Linked DNA regions of Mus musculus: region 1 is linked to region 2. A link is a contact called in public Hi-C data. All regions are on one chromosome and are shown on one strand. Each heading gives the region's core, a stretch centred on a gene start, on an enhancer-like site or on the middle of the called end of the contact. The rest is flanking DNA. Distances are from core to core; before and after follow the strand shown.

What was found. A called contact is a pair of places that touch in the nucleus more often than the background predicts.
Region 1: a Hi-C map of B cells shows a contact between it and region 2, with 8 read pairs. The contact joins the promoter of Apobec3 here to the promoter of Cyth4 in region 2. A contact is called at or near these places in 1 of 39 promoter capture datasets (liver) and 1 of 484 Hi-C or Micro-C datasets (B cells).

The regions. Positions count from the first base shown.
Region 1 is chr15:79,891,088-79,893,787 of GRCm38.p6, forward strand. It overlaps Apobec3 (apolipoprotein B mRNA editing enzyme, catalytic polypeptide 3), which reads left to right and starts at 1,321. Exons shown (of 8, transcript NM_030255.3): 1 at 1,321-1,482. The coding sequence starts at 1,430. D730005E14Rik (RIKEN cDNA D730005E14 gene) reads right to left here and starts at 2,051. Exons shown (of 1, transcript NR_030675.1): 1 at 1-2,051.
Region 2 is chr15:78,595,688-78,598,387 of GRCm38.p6, forward strand. It overlaps Cyth4 (cytohesin 4), which reads left to right and starts at 1,360. Exons shown (of 13, transcript NM_028195.3): 1 at 1,360-1,532. The coding sequence starts at 1,514.

The sequences.
Region 1 (2,700 bases), core at 71-2,570, 1.3 Mb after region 2:
ATGGTATATACACATAGGTGCAAACAAACACTCATACAAATACATGTAATAAAGAAATAAATACAGTGACTGGCGCTATTTCTTTCATTCATTTCTTATAACAGTTTGGGCACTTGCTAAGTTTCTTACATAAACCACATTTTATCTTGCCAGCATCCCAATAAGGTAGCTTTTTTAAAATGCCCATTTATAGATGAAGAATATTAGACTCAGGATGTTAAATAAATCATCAAAGGCCACATTAAGAAAGAGACAGAATATCTTGGCTGCAGGGCTGGTATTATTAGCACTATGTCCTCCTTTGGATCTGAGTTTGGTGCATTTTCTGGATCTACTTTTGTTATATTTTCTTTTTATATGTGTCTACTTCCGACTGAAGTATTATTTCCCATTAGTGCTGTTATATTGTGTCCATTTGTTTTCCAAGACAGTAGAAAACTACACACACTCCCTCCCCCACCAAGTTCAACAAGTTTGGCTTTGTAAAGAAATAAGGATAGCCTTCCACCAGATGGGGGCGCTGTGACACGCTCGCCCTACAGGAACTGGCTACTGTGCCCAGAGCCTCTGTGGAGAGCACCGTGTATACCTGCACACGTGTATCCCAAACCACTGGAAGATTACTTGACTCCGTGTGCATTCACTCCTCCAAAGAACGCTAGCTGAACCTCAATAACCAGAAGCGTGCACTTGCTACATTTGACTGGTCCACGCTACTGCCCTCGAGAGACACAGGTCTGTGAGAACAGTAAACTCATTTCGGTCTCCCTCATCTGCAGGGAAACAAGCTTGGATGACGGGCTCTGATACCAGCTCGGCCACCTGCTGCTGGCTGATTCGGAGCCATCAATGATCCATTTTTGTGCTCCCCGTTGATCTCAGTCTAGCTCCACACCTGGGGCAGTTGGGAAATTAGAGGTGAAGGGTGCCAAAATCCAAGCCACAATTAGAAATGCGAAGCCAGGCTGTCCCCTCCCCTCCTAAGCCGAAGGGAGAAAATGTAAGGGTCCCCACTCCTTAACACCTACAGAGTCAAACCCTTGGTTCAACTGGCAGCTTTGGCTGCAAGCTCGGCACAGGATGGTCTAGGCAGGTTGGATGGAGACGCCTGGGGCCACCCTTGGGGCGTCTGTCCTACCCTCACCGCGGTCGGCATCAGCTTCTCTCTACCATCAGTTAGTTTCCCTTTCTCTTTGCGATCCCCGCGGGCCGCTGTACAGAGGAGCAGGTCTCTGCCAAGCCAAGGGACAAAGAGGTGGGCAGGAGCCTTCTGGGCTTGATCGCCTAGAGCCCTCCCATTCCGGGAGCTGATGCAGGAAGAAGGTGGGGCCTGCATTCACTTGGCCCGGGAGGTCAGTTTCACTTCTGGGGGTCTTCCATAGCCTGCTCACAGAAAATGCAACCCCAGCGCCTGGGGCCCAGAGCTGGGATGGGACCATTCTGTCTGGGATGCAGCCATCGCAAATGCTATTCACCGATCAGGTACCGCTGGCCCCGCTCCTCCAAAATTTTCACTGCAGTCTCTTCCTGGTGGCCCCCATTTTGCTGTATACCGAGCCTCTCCTCTAGGTCCCCAGCTCCCGATTCCTCTCTCACATTCTCCAGGATACTCCGTAGCTCCCACTCCCCTCGAGGGTCCTTGTTCTGAGCCGCTTCGGTTACCTTATAGCTGCTTCTAAACTGGCCACCCTGTACCCCTCTCCACGTCACCCATATTTCTTCCTGTTGAGACTTCTCAGTCTGGGGTTACTCGCCTTTGGGTCTTCATGCTGATCCAGGGCTAGGCTGGTCTGGGCTTCAAATTTTAAAGAGAAATCCATGGAAGCAGACTTTGGACGACCATGTATGGAGAACTTTCGATAGATGTCCTAGAATATCCGTGCTGTTTTAACCCAACCTCAGGGGATACTGGGAGAAGAGGGGACCACTCTCTAAGGCAATGTGAACCACCTTTCCAGAAGTAGCCACTCTGAGCTGGGAAAGGGAAAGGGTAAAGAGAAATTCCCCTAACACACCCATTGCCTGGATGCTTGTGGAGACTTCTCGGAACCACACCAGTCAGCTAAGAGAAAAAGAGAAATAATAGGGGGCGGGGTTGGCACTGGAGAGAGATGGCTCAGCAGTTAAGAACCTTTGTCACCTTCCACAGAGGACCAACTGCTACCAGCAAACACATGGTATGGCTCACAACCACCTATAACTACAGCTTCTGGGAATCCAAGGCCTTCTCCTGACCCCCAGACATGCACATATTAATTCAGAACACATACACATATGTATACATGCCCAATGGCAAGAGATGTGAGTGGCCGGGTGTGGTGGCGCACGCCTTTAATCCCAGCACTCGGGAGGCAGAGGCAGTCGGATTTCTGAGTTCAAGGCCAGCCTACAAAGTGAGTTCCAGGACAGCCAGGACTACACAGAGAAACCCTGTCTCGAAAAAAACAAAAGAAAAAAAAAAAGAAAGAGAGAGATGTGAGTGTATTTTAAACCTACATATAAGAAGAAAGTTATACTGCCTACTCCCTTGGGTGACATTCTGATTTTTGTCCCTTCTCCTGGTGCCTGTGATGTCGGTGGAGGCCACTGTCCCGTGGGCAGCCCAGCTGCAAGTGGTGCGTGCATGCGTGGGTGTGGTGGAAATGCAGGCTTTAACTTCAAAGCTAATACTTTTACCCGCTGAACCATCTCCCTGGCCCG
Region 2 (2,700 bases), core at 110-2,609:
CCCCCTGTTGTTGATACATAAAACTGCACCACTCTCTCAGCTAGACTTTGGGTCAAAGACACAGGGTTGAGCTCAGACTCCAGGCGGTGGGGGGGGGGGCACACCCCACTTCTGTGTGTGCGTGTGCATGTGCAGGGCCTTGGCTATGCTAGACAAGCTCTCTACCCATGAGCTATGTCCCCAACCCTCTTCTTGTTTCTTATTTTAAGACAGGTTTTCACTGGATCAGGCTTGAATTTTTAATCCTCCTGCCTCAGTCTCCCAAGAAGCCAGGATGACAGGCCTATACCTCCAGGCCGGAAATGTCTGCATCACTCAAGGAAGGAACTACATGCCTATCTTCCCTGGGTGTATTCATTCATTCACTCATTCATTAGTTCATCCTCACTTGAACACTCCTTTCTCCTCACATTTTACGAGAGACTAGGACACAAATGTGACCTTGCCCTCACTGGACTTCTAAATAGATTGGAAACAGATCAGTGAGCCAGGATGTGCCCTGAATTCCAAAGAGTAAGCGCTCCTCTGACTGAAGTTTCTGTCAGCCATCCCTTTTTCTCTGCAGGATCTGAACCAACTCACCAGAAAAGGCCTGAGAAACAAAGCAGTCAACAATGGGGCAGCTGGGGGGGGGGCAGTTAAAGCCTAAAGGAAAATCATTTTTTGAACACCTACTACATTCCAAGAATCTTACACTGCTCTTTCTACATTCCCAAGGTTGAGTGTGCATACTCTCTTCGGACGCAAGCCAAATGAGACTCGGTGTAATAGGTTGACTAGCCCGAAGTCACATGCACCCTGTTGGTGGTGACACCTGCCTGAGTGGAGATGCTGAGGGTCAAACAACTGGATCTGGCCACAAAGTCACATGGAAGGATTGTACAGATTTGATGGTGAGTTTCCTAGCGGCCCGGGGAGAGAGGGAAATTAGACACTTTGTGAGACGTGGGGGGGGGGGGGGGCATTTCTTTAAAAAAAAAAAAAAAAGCAAAGCCCCTCCCCCATCCCTGAATGACTTGTCTTTTCTCCAATGAGATTTGATTCAGGGGAGTTCAGAGAGGACCCTAGAAGCTGGGAAATCTTTTGGCTTATATTTAAAGAGGTTGCTGGGTAAAGACCCGCGCCCCCCAGAGAAGGTCCATCGTTAGGACCTTCTTCCCCTGTGACTGAGCTTGTGGGGGCCCATAATCCACCTGTCTGTCTGTCTGTCTGTTTGTCTTTATCCACCCACCCCCACTCCCCTGCCCTAGCTCTGTCTTCCTTCTGCTTCCCCACTTTCCAAGTACTCAGATGCCAGGGTCTGAGCTAACTGGTGAAACTCAACTGCCTTTAGGAAGTGCGCTCTGTGTCAGGAGCCTGCGCACAGACCCCTGTGGCCAGGGCTGACTTCCTCCCACAGGGTCTGGGCGGGGCAGGCAGGAAGGGGCCATGACTGGTCCTCTTGGCTACCCACCAGAGCAGCAGCTGAGCTGGCAAGGCAAGCAGCTGGGCCACCTTTCCCCTGGGCTTCAGAATGGATGTGTGTCACACAGGTAAGCGATAGGTCCCAGCCACGGGCCTCAGTCCTTTCCTCCGGCAGAACAGGGAATCAAGGGCAGCCGTGCCCAGAAGGCCAGGAAAGAAAACCTCAAACTCCATGTGCAGAGGTAGGCACCGGGCTAGACTCCAGGCCTCGGGGTCCCACAGGCATCTGAGTGGTTGCTTACCTCCTGGGCTCTGCACTATGAGGTGGATGATGACAAACGAGATAAAAGATAGATAAAACAGGAGATCAAGGACGAGGGAAGAAGGAATTGGGAGTGCTCAGGCCGACGCGGCTCAGCAGAGTTCTTGGGAGTTCCAAGGAAGAGTTTTCAGGAGGGAAGGCCCCCCATAAGGGACCTGGGAAGAATGACTTCTGATGAAGGTGGATATTGTTGGTGGTGACACCTGCCTAGACCCTGTGAGGGCCCTACAGAGTCTTCTTAGCTCCTGGGGTCTGGTGACGTTTGATGGAGGCTGGGGACACTGCCTGAAGGAGTAACATTCATTCAATGAGGCCCTGGCACAGTAGGCCCTGTTCACTCAGTAACCAGGGCGGTGGGTCTGAGGGACAGAGAAAAAGGAAATGGGAGGGACAGGCTGGTGTGGTTCTCAGGGAGCAGAGAGCAGGGCTGTGGGTGGAGCCATGTCCCTGTACCCTCAGAGAGTTCTCTTGGAGTTCTGGGCTCTGAGGGACTGCAGCTGCTGGCTGTCTGGATCCCCAGGTCTATATGACTGGTTCAGAGTGACAGATTCTCCAAATGATACCTAACCCTTAACAGCCAGGCCCCACCCACCAGCACTGGGCCCCGCCCACTGGTGCTGAGCCCCGCCCACTGGTGCTGAGCCCCGCCCACTGGTGCTGAGCCCTGCTCACTGGTGCTGGGTATTCTCCAGATGCTATGCCTTGTTCTGTATTCCAGAAACCGATCAGGTTCTTCCTTCCTTCCTTTCTTTTGTTTGTTCTCTCTCTCTCTCTCTCTCTCTCTCTCTCTCTCTCTCTCTCTCTCTCTCTCTTTCTTATCCCCACCCCCTTTATTTTTAGATTTTTGGAGACAGTGTTTCTCCATGTAGCCTTGACTGTCCTGGAACTAGCTCTGTAGACCAGGTTGGCCTCAAACTCACAGAGACCTGCCTGCCTCTGCCTCCCAAGTGCTGGGATTAAAGGTGTGCACCACC